3 separate regions of the Mus musculus genome follow, and all the other regions are linked to region 1. The links are chromatin contacts, called in public promoter capture Hi-C maps. All regions are on one chromosome and are shown on one strand. The core of a region is the stretch at or near the end of the contact, and the rest is flanking DNA. Distances in the headings are between cores, read along the strand shown. Region 1 holds the start of Smug1 (single-strand selective monofunctional uracil DNA glycosylase). Region 2 holds the start of Gpr84 (G protein-coupled receptor 84). Region 3 holds the start of Hoxc4 (homeobox C4).

Evidence for each region. Capture Hi-C pulls out chosen DNA fragments and counts their contacts.
Region 2: a contact with region 1 is called in a promoter capture Hi-C map of liver. The contact joins the promoter of Gpr84 here to the promoter of Smug1 in region 1. A contact is called at or near these places in 19 of 39 promoter capture datasets (the 3T3-L1 cell line, the C10 cell line, the HPC-7 cell line and 14 more), 3 of 15 datasets of contacts at CTCF or cohesin (the NIH/3T3 cell line and embryonic stem cells), 11 of 484 Hi-C or Micro-C datasets (3T3-L1-derived adipocytes, the F1.1 cell line, effector CD8 T cells and 6 more), 22 of 115 datasets of contacts at active chromatin or transcription factors (the HPC-7 cell line, the SCID.adh cell line, T-cell acute lymphoblastic leukemia and 17 more) and 4 of 9 other capture datasets (adipose tissue, liver, macrophages and 1 more).
Region 3: a contact with region 1 is called in a promoter capture Hi-C map of adipose tissue. The contact joins the promoter of Hoxc4 here to the promoter of Smug1 in region 1. A contact is called at or near these places in 3 of 39 promoter capture datasets (cranial neural crest, embryonic stem cells and neural stem cells), 2 of 15 datasets of contacts at CTCF or cohesin (the NIH/3T3 cell line and stem cell-derived epiblast-like cells), 11 of 484 Hi-C or Micro-C datasets (the Ba/F3 cell line, the G1E-ER4 cell line, bone marrow-derived macrophages and 6 more), 24 of 115 datasets of contacts at active chromatin or transcription factors (the 230-238 cell line, the SCID.adh cell line, acute myeloid leukemia and 15 more) and 4 of 9 other capture datasets (adipose tissue, embryonic stem cells, liver and 1 more).

Annotation. Positions count from the first base shown.
Region 1 is chr15:103,161,562-103,165,069 of GRCm38.p6, forward strand. It overlaps Smug1 (single-strand selective monofunctional uracil DNA glycosylase), which reads right to left and starts at 1,723. Exons shown (of 6, transcript NM_027885.3): 1 at 1,711-1,723; 2 at 242-413.
Region 2 is chr15:103,308,476-103,311,983 of GRCm38.p6, forward strand. It overlaps Gpr84 (G protein-coupled receptor 84), which reads right to left and starts at 1,963. Exons shown (of 2, transcript NM_030720.2): 1 at 1,835-1,963; 2 at 1-1,181. The coding sequence starts at 1,173.
Region 3 is chr15:103,032,424-103,035,931 of GRCm38.p6, forward strand. It overlaps Hoxc4 (homeobox C4), which reads left to right and starts at 1,972. Exons shown (of 2, transcript NM_013553.2): 1 at 1,972-2,738; 2 at 3,214-3,508. The coding sequence starts at 2,300. The region is part of intron 2 of Gm30528 (a long non-coding RNA gene); the gene reads right to left.

The DNA of each region.
Region 1 (3,508 bases), core at 473-2,972:
ATCCTTAATGAACCATTACTGATGGATTCCTCTCTACCACCCATAACCCCAGTATGAGAGAATGATGGTAATAATAGTATATCACTAAGCTACATCACTAGCTCCCACTGCCTCTGCTGCTTCCTCCTCTCCCTCCTCCTCCTTCTTTCTTTTAGACTTTATTTTTATCTTATGCGTTTTGAGACAAAGTCTCACTACATGGCTTTGCCTGTCCTAAAATTCAAGATGTAGACCTACTAACCTCCAACCAGTGGCCTTCTTCCTGCCTCAGTCTCCCGAGTGCTGGGATTACCTGGATGTGTCACCATAGCAGGCTAGAAATCTGGTTTGTCCACACAGGCTCCCAGAACATTCTGGAAAGCTGAGGACGGTGTGGCGAACTGGGTTTTCTGGGACCTTTGCTTTGCAAGTCCCTGTGTAGAACCAATATTAGAAAAAACAGCACAGGGATCTCTCTCAGGTCTAAGATGGGTCTGCTCTGGGCTGAAGACAGCAAGGATAGGCATGCACAGAAGTGAGGAGAGCTTATTTTCACTGTTCATCTGGTAGCAAGTGTCACAGGCTAACTAGAATGCTAGTCCTGGTTTCCTCTCTTAAACGGTTCTTTCTCTTAACAGTTGTTTTTATTTACTAGGGAGAGCAAGCACACCTTAGCAACTCATGTGGCAAAAGATAACTTTTGGGAGCTGGTTCTCTTCTACTGTCAAGGCTCTGAGGAATGAATATAAGTCATCAGGTTTGGTGGCAAGAGCCCTACCAGCCAAGACATCTAAGAAGGTTCTCTTGCACAAATCACTTTAAGGCTCTTCTCTATAGGAACCATCAACCTACCTCCAGCAATTGTTTATTTCTTAAATATTTGAGTCCCTCATATGTTGGGGGGATAACTCCAAAATAAGATATAAGACAGGTTTGGGATAAGCCATGAAGAGCTAAGAGGACAGATATAATCTGAGCTTTGCTGTCCTGGACAAAAAATCAAAAAAAAAAAAAAAAAATTCCTAGCAGGAAGTCTGACAGTCCTCCCTAAAGTCACCAACAGCCATAAGCTCAATGCCTGATGCTGCAACTCAGTGGAGTGTATACCAAAGATGAATGAAGCCTTGGGTTCAATCCCCAGCACTGTAAACCAGGTATAGAAGCTCGTATCTATCAGCTCAGCACTCAGGAGGTAGAGGCGGAAAGATGAGAAGATCAGGAGCCTTTTGTGTGTGTGTGTGTGTGTGTGTGTGCATTTTTTCCCCTCAAAAAGCAAAATGCCTTAAGAAACATGTCACACATTTCAAATTACATTAAAAAACAAAGGGCAACCCTGAGATACATCCAGGCCACAGTGCGATGGAGGCTCATTAAGTAAAAGTACTGGCTGCTCTTTCAATGGTTCTCAGTTTAATTCCCAGCACCCATAATGCGGCTTGCAAGAGTCAAACTGCAGTCCTATAGTATCCAATGTCCTCTTCTGGTGTGCAGACAAAACACCCATATATAAAAAATAACATAAATAAACCTAAAACAAAAATAAGAATCCAAGCCACTAGCTAGCCGCTGTCCCTTGTAGGTGGTACAGAAATCCACAGGATTTAAATCAAAACAGCGCTGCAGGGCTCACAGGGGCCCCTTGTAGGCCTTGGAGTCACAGAGCGGCTACCTCTCCGGAACTCCGAGAGCCCCCACCGCCCTTCCCAGAGATCCAGCCCCCTACTCCCTCACCTGCACAAGCTCCCCATGCAGCTTCCGCTTCCTTTCTTCGTCCTGGCGCGGAGGGCACTGGGAGTTGTAGTCGACAGCATTTAAATAAGAAGAATGGCTAGCGACGTCTGCTTCCGCCGGAAATGCCAAATCCCCGGAAAACTCGCTAAAAGAGTTCCACGGGTCGCTGGGGATTGTAGTTTAATAATATGATTTACATCAAGACGTCACAACCATCTGGACTCTGCAGCCATCCCCAATACCTCATCCACCAGAGACCTTTCCCTCTTGCTGCCCCGAGGTATAAGGCATCATCTTTGCAGCCCTCCAAGGGCCATTAACTGTTTACATAACATCCAAAGAGGCAACCGTGTGGTTGTGGCGGATCTACAGAGTGAGTTCCAGGACAGCCAGGGCTACACAGAAACCCTGACTCGACAAAACAAAACAACCAAACAAATATCCACGAAGGCATTTCTCTCAGCACCTACCTCTTTGACAGTGAACATCCCTGTTAGCATTAGCATCTAAATCCACAGCCTCGCCATTTTAATCTGTTTCTCTCTTGCCTTGACATCTGCCAGCCTGTATCCTGAATTGGGTTTCTCCAAGAAGCAAAATCAAAACCATCCTTTTATCAATGTGAGGAGATGTATTGTGGAAATACGCTCACAGCCCTATGGGACCTGCTGCCTGTAAGCTGGAGAACCAGGGAAGCCCTTTGTGTTAAGAGCCCTTCCTTAGTCATTGGTTGCACTGGACTCTGAACAGGTTGGTGGTGCCCACCCAGGTTAGTAAGGAAGATCGTCCTGACTCAGATTTTTGTTTATTTACCAACTCTTATGTCTCCTGGCCCTCATAAGTAGACATATATAAATAACACATCCCATCTTTCCAGACTCTCCTACAATAGTCTTCCCAGGAAGCCTTCTCCAACAAACTTTAATCCCTAATTGCACCTAACTAGCCCCTCAGCACTGACTTCCAAAGCCATTCACACCCTGCTTTGTTCCTATCTAACTGGACATTTCACTGTGACTTTTCACTCAACTGGAATCTTCCATGGGTAGATATCTTCTGGGTCCCTTGCCTTCCCCAATACTCATGCCGGGGGAAGCCAGGGCTCTCATCACCAAAGCAAAGTCCCCAATGGGTGCTAGGGAAGAAGACCAGGGAACCCAGAACACAATGCCTTTCCCAAGACTGCTCTAGCATCCAGATAAAAGCAGTGGGTGCAGCTGTTGTGAGTAGTGACCATCCAGCATCAAGGTGAGGAATCACTCACCTGTATTCCATCGAGGCTGCCCCTTACTTGCTGAGCTGTAGTGCACAGCAGCCTTGTCCCTCTGGGTCTTGCCACTTTCTTTCTGTACGATTTGTCGCTCACCTCTTCCATGGCTTGCTTTCTGTCTCTAGGTGCCTCTATCTTCCCCTGGGCACACCTCAATATCTCTACTTCCTCTGCAATGAAGAAAAGTAAACTTCGTGAACAGGACTCTCTATCTCTGTTTTCTGCACATTTTCCTGTCTCCAAACAAACAAAACCTCACCATAGTGTTGTCTTGTTATTTAAGAATCCTAAGAGCCTGTTGAGACAGGAGGGCTGTATGTAACACCACAGCTCTGGGAGAGGAGGAAGGGGTATCAGAAATTCAGGAAGTTCCTCTGCTACATATCACATCCGAGGCCAGCCTGAGATAAGTGAAATCTTGTCTAAAAAAAGGAAAAGAGAAAAAAGAAGTTGGTGGAAGGATGCAAGGAATTAATTATAGACTTCATTTTCCGTTCAGATACCTGTGTCCCCCATAATTTTTTGGCT
Region 2 (3,508 bases), core at 713-3,212, 150 kb after region 1:
ACTCTGTGGCCCGCGTTTCAGGATGGAGCCATACGCGTGGCGAAACTGGCGGTTCATGGCTGCATAGAGCACAGGGTTGATGCAGCTGTTGAGCCAGGTGAGGTTGGCAGCCACCATGTGCACTACTCGTGGAGCACGGCCCCTGGCGTCCAGAATGTTGAGCAACAGGAAGGGGATGTAGCTGAGGGCGAAGCAGAGGAACACTGCGAAGCACATACGGGTCACCTTCCCGAACTCTGATGGGGCATCTGTGGCTCTGCGAGCTCCTGCAGTTTCCCGGGGCTTGCGATGCACTTCTGGAAGGCTTCTCTCTGCGATCTGTTGAGCTGCCTTTCTAATGCCCTGGCCCCCAGCTTCTGACGAATCACCTTCCAGGGTCTGCGTGGTCGCAGCACTGACTGGCTCAGATGAAATCCCCTCGCTGGGCCCTCTTGAGGCAACCCCGCTGTCTAGCTCCTGGAAGTGGCCAGGCATGGCTTCTTGTGTCCCAGCCACCTGATGAGAGCGGATGCTGGCCTGATGCAGCCCGTATTGGTCCAGTGCTCGAGCCGCACGCTTCACTTGCCGGTGGATGAGGCAGTAGAAGACGCCCACGCTGCTGAGCCCAAGCACAAAGTAGATGCCCATGAGGATGGTGGTGTAAGGCCGGCCTCGCATGCGGTCAAAGCTGCAGGTGCAGACAACTGGCACCAAGACAAAAACATTCCAGAGGGGGGCAAAGCTGGTCACCCCCACAACCCAGCTGCCCACCAGTGCCAGCACGATCCCCTTGGCACTGAAAACCTGGGGAAAGAGCTTAGGGTGGGCAATGAGGAGGTAGCGTCCTAGAGCAATGAGACAGAGGGTGAGGATGGAGACAGAATTGGAAGTAAAGAGGAGGAGTCCAAATATTCTACAGAAGACCGCGCCGGTACGCCAATGGAGGTGGAGGTATGTGTCCACGGAGAAAGGCTGCAGGAGCGTGCAGTAGAGTAGATCAGCCAGGGTGAGGTTGGCAATGAGCAGGTTGAAGCGGGTTCGGAGCTTGGGACGAATGGCCAAGGCCAGCAGAGTGAGCACATTGCCCACCGTGCCTGTCACAGCCACTGCCACGCCCCAGATAATTGCAAAGTATCGATAGCCCAACACAGACTCATGGTAGCAGGAGAAGTTGGCATCTGAGCTGTTCCACATGATGGAGACTGAAGGGAGAGGAGGAAAGGGAGATGGTATGAGAACTTGCTTCTCCAGTTGCTTCCTTTGAAGCAACTCCCTTGCTCTGCTCCTAGAACTCACTTTAATTCTTGGCTGGAAAGCACTTGATCTCAAAGTTCCCTGTTATCTCCTGTAGGTTCTCTCTACCTTTTCCTTTCACATTTTTGGACTTCTTTTCTAAATTCTTATCAAATGTCTCTTCTGGAAATGTGTTAATTTTGTTTCTCCAAACCTCAGGCCCCTTCAATATGTGTGGGATGCTCCCCATAAACCTGGCAGCTTCCATCCTAATTACTTCCCAGATCTTGAAGACCAGCCAAGAGCCCTGTGCTCCTTGATCCCCCTCCCTTTTCCCCCTCTTCTTTCCTTTCTCCTTCTTCCCTTCTTCCTCTCCTCCTCTCTTCCTCTCCCCCTTCTTCCTCCCTTTCCCCTTCTCTCTCCTGTGTCTTGTTATATAGCCAGGCTGGTCTTAGCTCACAAAGATTCTCAGGCCTCATACATATACCACTATTCTCCTCACCTCACATTTTCTGATTGTGACTACCTGAGAAATGAGAGGATCGAGAAAATAAGACCATGCACAACACACACACACACACACACACACACACACACACACACACACACACGGTATGCTCACCTGAGGTTCCCAGTTTTCACACTTGTCTTCAGTAAACAATATCTAGCTCACCTAAAGAGCAGGTCTTTTGAGGGGCAGTCAGGCTTCCAGCTTTTCTAGGGACAGCCAGGCTTCCAGCTGGACATATAATGCCTCCTACCATGCTAGACAGAAATAAGAAACTCCCAAGTTACCCAACCTTAGCCACTTCCTTCCCCACCTCCAGCTAGTCCTACTAATTTTACCGTGGCTGCTAAAGTCCGAGCTTCTCTGTTGAAATTCCCCTGCAACTTACTCTAGAGTTGTCTCACTCTTTCTTCTCTCCTTCCTGAAACCCAAATGTTATTTCCTTCCTTTCTCTGAGGCAGAACCTCTCTAAGGTCATTGCTGAGAACTGTCGAACAGCGAGACAGTGTCAGATCCTCTGGACTACTTCTGTTTTTTTTTTTTTTTCTCTTGAGATAGGGTCTGATTCATTATCCCAGTCTGCCATGGAACTCACAGAAATTCCCCTGCATCAGCCACTTGAGCACTGTGAGTATAAGTACAAACTACCAAATCTGACTGGGCCACTTCTCAAGCGGTCAAAAACAGACCAGGTGTTAGAAGTAATGCTCAGCGCCTCCAGAGAGCTTGGGCTTGTTTAGCAACAACAGCACTTCCTTTCTTCTCTTCAGAGACTGGAGATGGGTTACCTCAGAGGGTCCCAAATGACACTTCAGCACATATGAGAAGTGGAGTCAGATAAAAAGGGACTGGCAAGATGGCTCAGACTGAGTTGTCTTCCAGGACTTATAGAAACAAGAATCAATTCCTGCAAGCTGTTCTCTGAGTTTCATACAAGTTCTGTGGGACATATATACCTATAAACACCCACATAAATAAGTGCAATTAAAAAAAAAATTGAGGGCTGGTGAGATGGCTCAGTGGGTAAGAGCACCCGACTGCTCTTCCGAAGGTCCGGAGTTCAAATCCCAGCAACCACATGGTGGCTCACAACCATCTGTAACAAGATCTGACGCCCTCTTCTGGAGTGTCTGAAGACAGCTACAGTGTACTTACATATAATAAATAAATAAATCTTTAAAAAAAAATTGAGGGGCTGGAGATATGACTCAGCAGTTAAGAACACTGGCTGCTTTTCCAGAGGTCCTGAGTTCAACTTCCAGCAACCACATGGTGGCTCACAACCATCTGGAATGGGATCTGATGCCCTCTTCTGGTGTGTCTGAAGACAGCAACAGTGTACTCACATATATTAAATAAATAAATCTTTAAAAAAAATAAATTCAGACAGGGTCTTACTGTATATAGACTTGGCTGACCTGGAGCTCACTATAAAGACCAGGCTGGCCTCAAACTCACAGAGATCCACTGGCCTGTGCCTCCTCAGAGCTGGAATGGAAGGTAGGAACAGGGGCTGAATGTACAGGTTGATGATCACAGTTCTTTAGGCTTTTCAGACTCACATAGTGAGTTCTAGGCCAGCCTTGGTAATTTTGGTGAATGAGAATTTATCTCCAAATAAAAAGTAAATTTGGCTGAGGATGTAAGTCAGTGGTAGAGTGCTTACCCAGCATGCTCAAGGTCCTGGGTTCAATTCCCACTTCTAACTTCTCAGATTCTACTTCTCAGATATGTAAACCAAGCAAGCTGGTCCACACCTGTCATCCCAGCCCTCGGGAGATGGAAAAG
Region 3 (3,508 bases), core at 722-3,221, 130 kb before region 1:
CAGCCAGAGGCACAGGCCCAATCTGCATCTTTTGACTTTACTGTGGTTCCTTCCCATTATAGCTCTCAAAGTGAACCCTAATTTGGAAGAGGGGACCCTCTCCCACATCCCAAAGGTGGTGAAAAGAATGTTGGGAATCTTCTCTTTTCAGTATCTCCCTCACGGAGCTTTTTTTTTTTTCTCTCCCTCTTCCCCCTCCTCATTCCCTTAATTGCAGATGTTCTAATTAAACCCTCAAATAGTTGTTATGCTGTTTTAAAAGGTACTTATTCAAGTGTCAACCAGGCTGTGCTGGGAGGAGGCAGCATAGGGCGGCGAATTAAAGGTAGATTGACTAATCACGGCGGCGATCATAATAATAAAATCAGAGGGAAAAAAATCACATTACGACTTTTCGTGGAAAGGAGGGAGCAGGCAGCCAGCGGCCGCCAGCCCTGTGCCGCCGACACAAAGAGTGCGGGCGATTCCGCGAGACTGATTTATGACGTTTTACAGCCCTATAAAAGCTGTAGCGAGGAGGCAAGCGCTCCTACCACCGCTGGCAGATTTAGTCTAATAAATAAAACATAAACAGTTAACTTTATGTGTCACTTTTATTGTTATCAAGTAAAATATAGCCGAGCCCCGGCAAGCTATGATTTTAAACTATAATTGTTATCAAGTACAACAAGGAGACCTGGCTCCCACCCTGGGCTTTCCCCTCTGCTGCCCCCCCCCCCAACTCTGAGTTATAGAAGATCACTTAATTGGAGTCCGATGACGAGGAGGCCACCCTTAGCTAAGGAACCAGTGGCTGGAAAAATAGTCCTTCCTTGCCCCATCTCTCTTCCCTGACTCTGCCACCTCCCGTGAGGATATTCTGTGTGTGTGGGTGACAGAGGGAGGGAGCAGGGCAAGAATAGGCCAGAGACCCCTGCCCTGCCTCCAAAGAGTAGTTACCTCACCTCTTCTTTTTGGAAGGCAGCCTGGAGCTGGCCCTTGGGAATATGTGTTTACATGTAAACACACGTGTTACACGGATATAGTCTCAGATTGGAAGCAAGCAGGCTCTGCCCACACAGGCTTCCCTTGAGGGTAAGACATGGAGGAAAAACTCTCAGGGCCTTGGGTCAGGGCACTGACTCCTGGCAAATGTCTCATCTTTTCTTCTTCTTCTTCTTCTTCTTCTTCTTCTTCTTCTTCTTCTTCTTCTTCTTCTTCTTCTTCTTCTTCTTCTTCTTCCTTCTCCTTCCTCCTCCTCCTCCTTCCTCCTCCTCCTCCTTCCTCCTCCTCCTTCTTTCTCCTCCTTCTTTCTCCTTCTCCTTTCTCTCTCTCTCTCTCTCTCTCTCTCTCTCTCTCTCTCTCTCTCTCTCTCTTTCACCATTCTGGCAGGTGCTGTGAGAAGTCAGAAGGCCAGGGAGCAGGAGTCACACAAGAGTCATCAGTAGTAGATCTCTGCTCTGGGCTCTGGGCTCTGGGGCCTGGGCCGGGAAGGACAGTGGGTAGCAGGGGTGTCAAGATTTCTGAAATCTGCTTTTGCCAACCACTTCCTGTCTTTCTTCAGAGGGGGCTCAAGCCCTAGACTTCCAGAAATGACATCAGGATCATTTGTATCCCGCTGCCTCAACCTGCCTAGTACTGCTGGGACCCTGTCTCCAAGGCCCCTTGGCCAAGAGGGTTGGGTGAGTGTGTATGGGATAGGGGAAATGGACTTGAGGATCCGTGAATGGGGTAGGGCAGTTCAGGCTCTCCAGCCTTCTAAGCTCAACCTCGGCCCCTCCCCATCCAACCTGCACTGAAGCCCTCATTGAACTTCCTCTTCCTGCGAAAGAGGGGCGCTGCCCTGTGACCTACACAGACTGCAACACGATTGCCATAATGGAGACCACTGGAAAGGCACTGGAGCTGAGGCCCACGGGGCCCACTGGAGGCCGGAGAGGAGACTCTGGGCGGGGGCTAGATCACAGCCTCCCGACAGCCCCCAGTGCCCAAACATTGGAGTCGAGCTGGGAGCCACCCATCTTTAGCAAGGAAGGATTGTCAGTCTGGTGGGGTGTGCAATGGTGAGCACCCCAGCTTCTGCCAGCCATCCCCCACCCCCACCCCCAGCAGCAGCAGCACCACCACCACATACACAAAAAATTGGATACATTTTGAATAAAGCGATTCGGTTCCTTATCCGGGGACTGGGTTGCTCGGTGTGATTGGCCGGCGGAGTCACATGGTGAAAGTAACTTTACAGGGTCGCTAGCTAGTAGGAGGGCTTTATGGAGCAGAAAAACGACAAAGCGAGAAAAATTATTTTCCACTCCAGAAATTAATGATCATGAGCTCGTATTTGATGGACTCTAACTACATCGATCCGAAATTTCCTCCATGCGAAGAATATTCGCAAAATAGCTACATCCCTGAACACAGTCCGGAATATTACGGCCGGACCAGGGAATCGGGATTCCAGCATCACCACCAGGAGCTGTACCCACCACCGCCTCCGCGCCCTAGCTACCCTGAGCGTCAGTATAGCTGCACCAGTCTCCAGGGGCCTGGCAATTCGCGAGCCCACGGGCCGGCCCAGGCGGGCCACCACCACCCTGAGAAATCGCAGCCGCTCTGCGAGCCGGCGCCTCTCTCAGGCACCTCTGCCTCCCCGTCCCCAGCCCCGCCAGCCTGCAGCCAGCCAGCCCCTGACCATCCCTCCAGCGCCGCCAGCAAGCAACCCATAGTCTACCCTTGGATGAAAAAAATTCACGTTAGCACGGGTAGGCAACTTTGCTTTTTGCCCCCCTCCCTTTCCCGGCGCTCCCCACCCTCCCTGGCCCCCTCTGGCCCCGTCCTCCTTTCTCTCCTTCCCCCTCTCTCTCCAGGAGCGACTCTGGGTTAGCACAATTGAACTGGATTTACGAGCGAGAATGGGTAATTACATCCCCCATAAATTTTATGGCTTAGCTACTCTGGGCAGTCCGAGCCATGTGCTACGATCTGTTATGTATGTGTGAAAACTATGCTTGCTTTCTAAGGGCGCATAAATAATTCAGTGTCGTTACAATGAGGATTCCCCTCTTATTACACTACAAAGTCTCTAGCTTCCTTCAACTTCTTTATAACCCATTTAGCTTGATGACTTTATTTCCACCACTCCCTCCTGTTCCTCAAAGCTGAGGATGGGGTGAGGGTGGGGGCAGGGAGCCTGCTGCCTCTGAACCCCACTATTTGCTTCCCCTCCCCCTTCCCCAGTGAACCCCAATTATAACGGAGGGGAGCCCAAGCGCTCGAGGACAGCCTACACCCGGCAGCAGGTCCTGGAATTAGAGAAAGAGTTTCATTACAACCGCTACCTGACCCGAAGGAGAAGGATCGAGATCGCCCACTCGCTGTGCCTCTCTGAGAGGCAGATCAAAATCTGGTTCCAAAACCGTCGTATGAAATGGAAGAAGGACCACCGACTCCCCAACACCAAAGTGAGGTCAGCGCCCCCGGCCGGCGCTGCGCCCAGCACCCTCTCGGCAGCCACCCCCGGCACTTCTGAAGA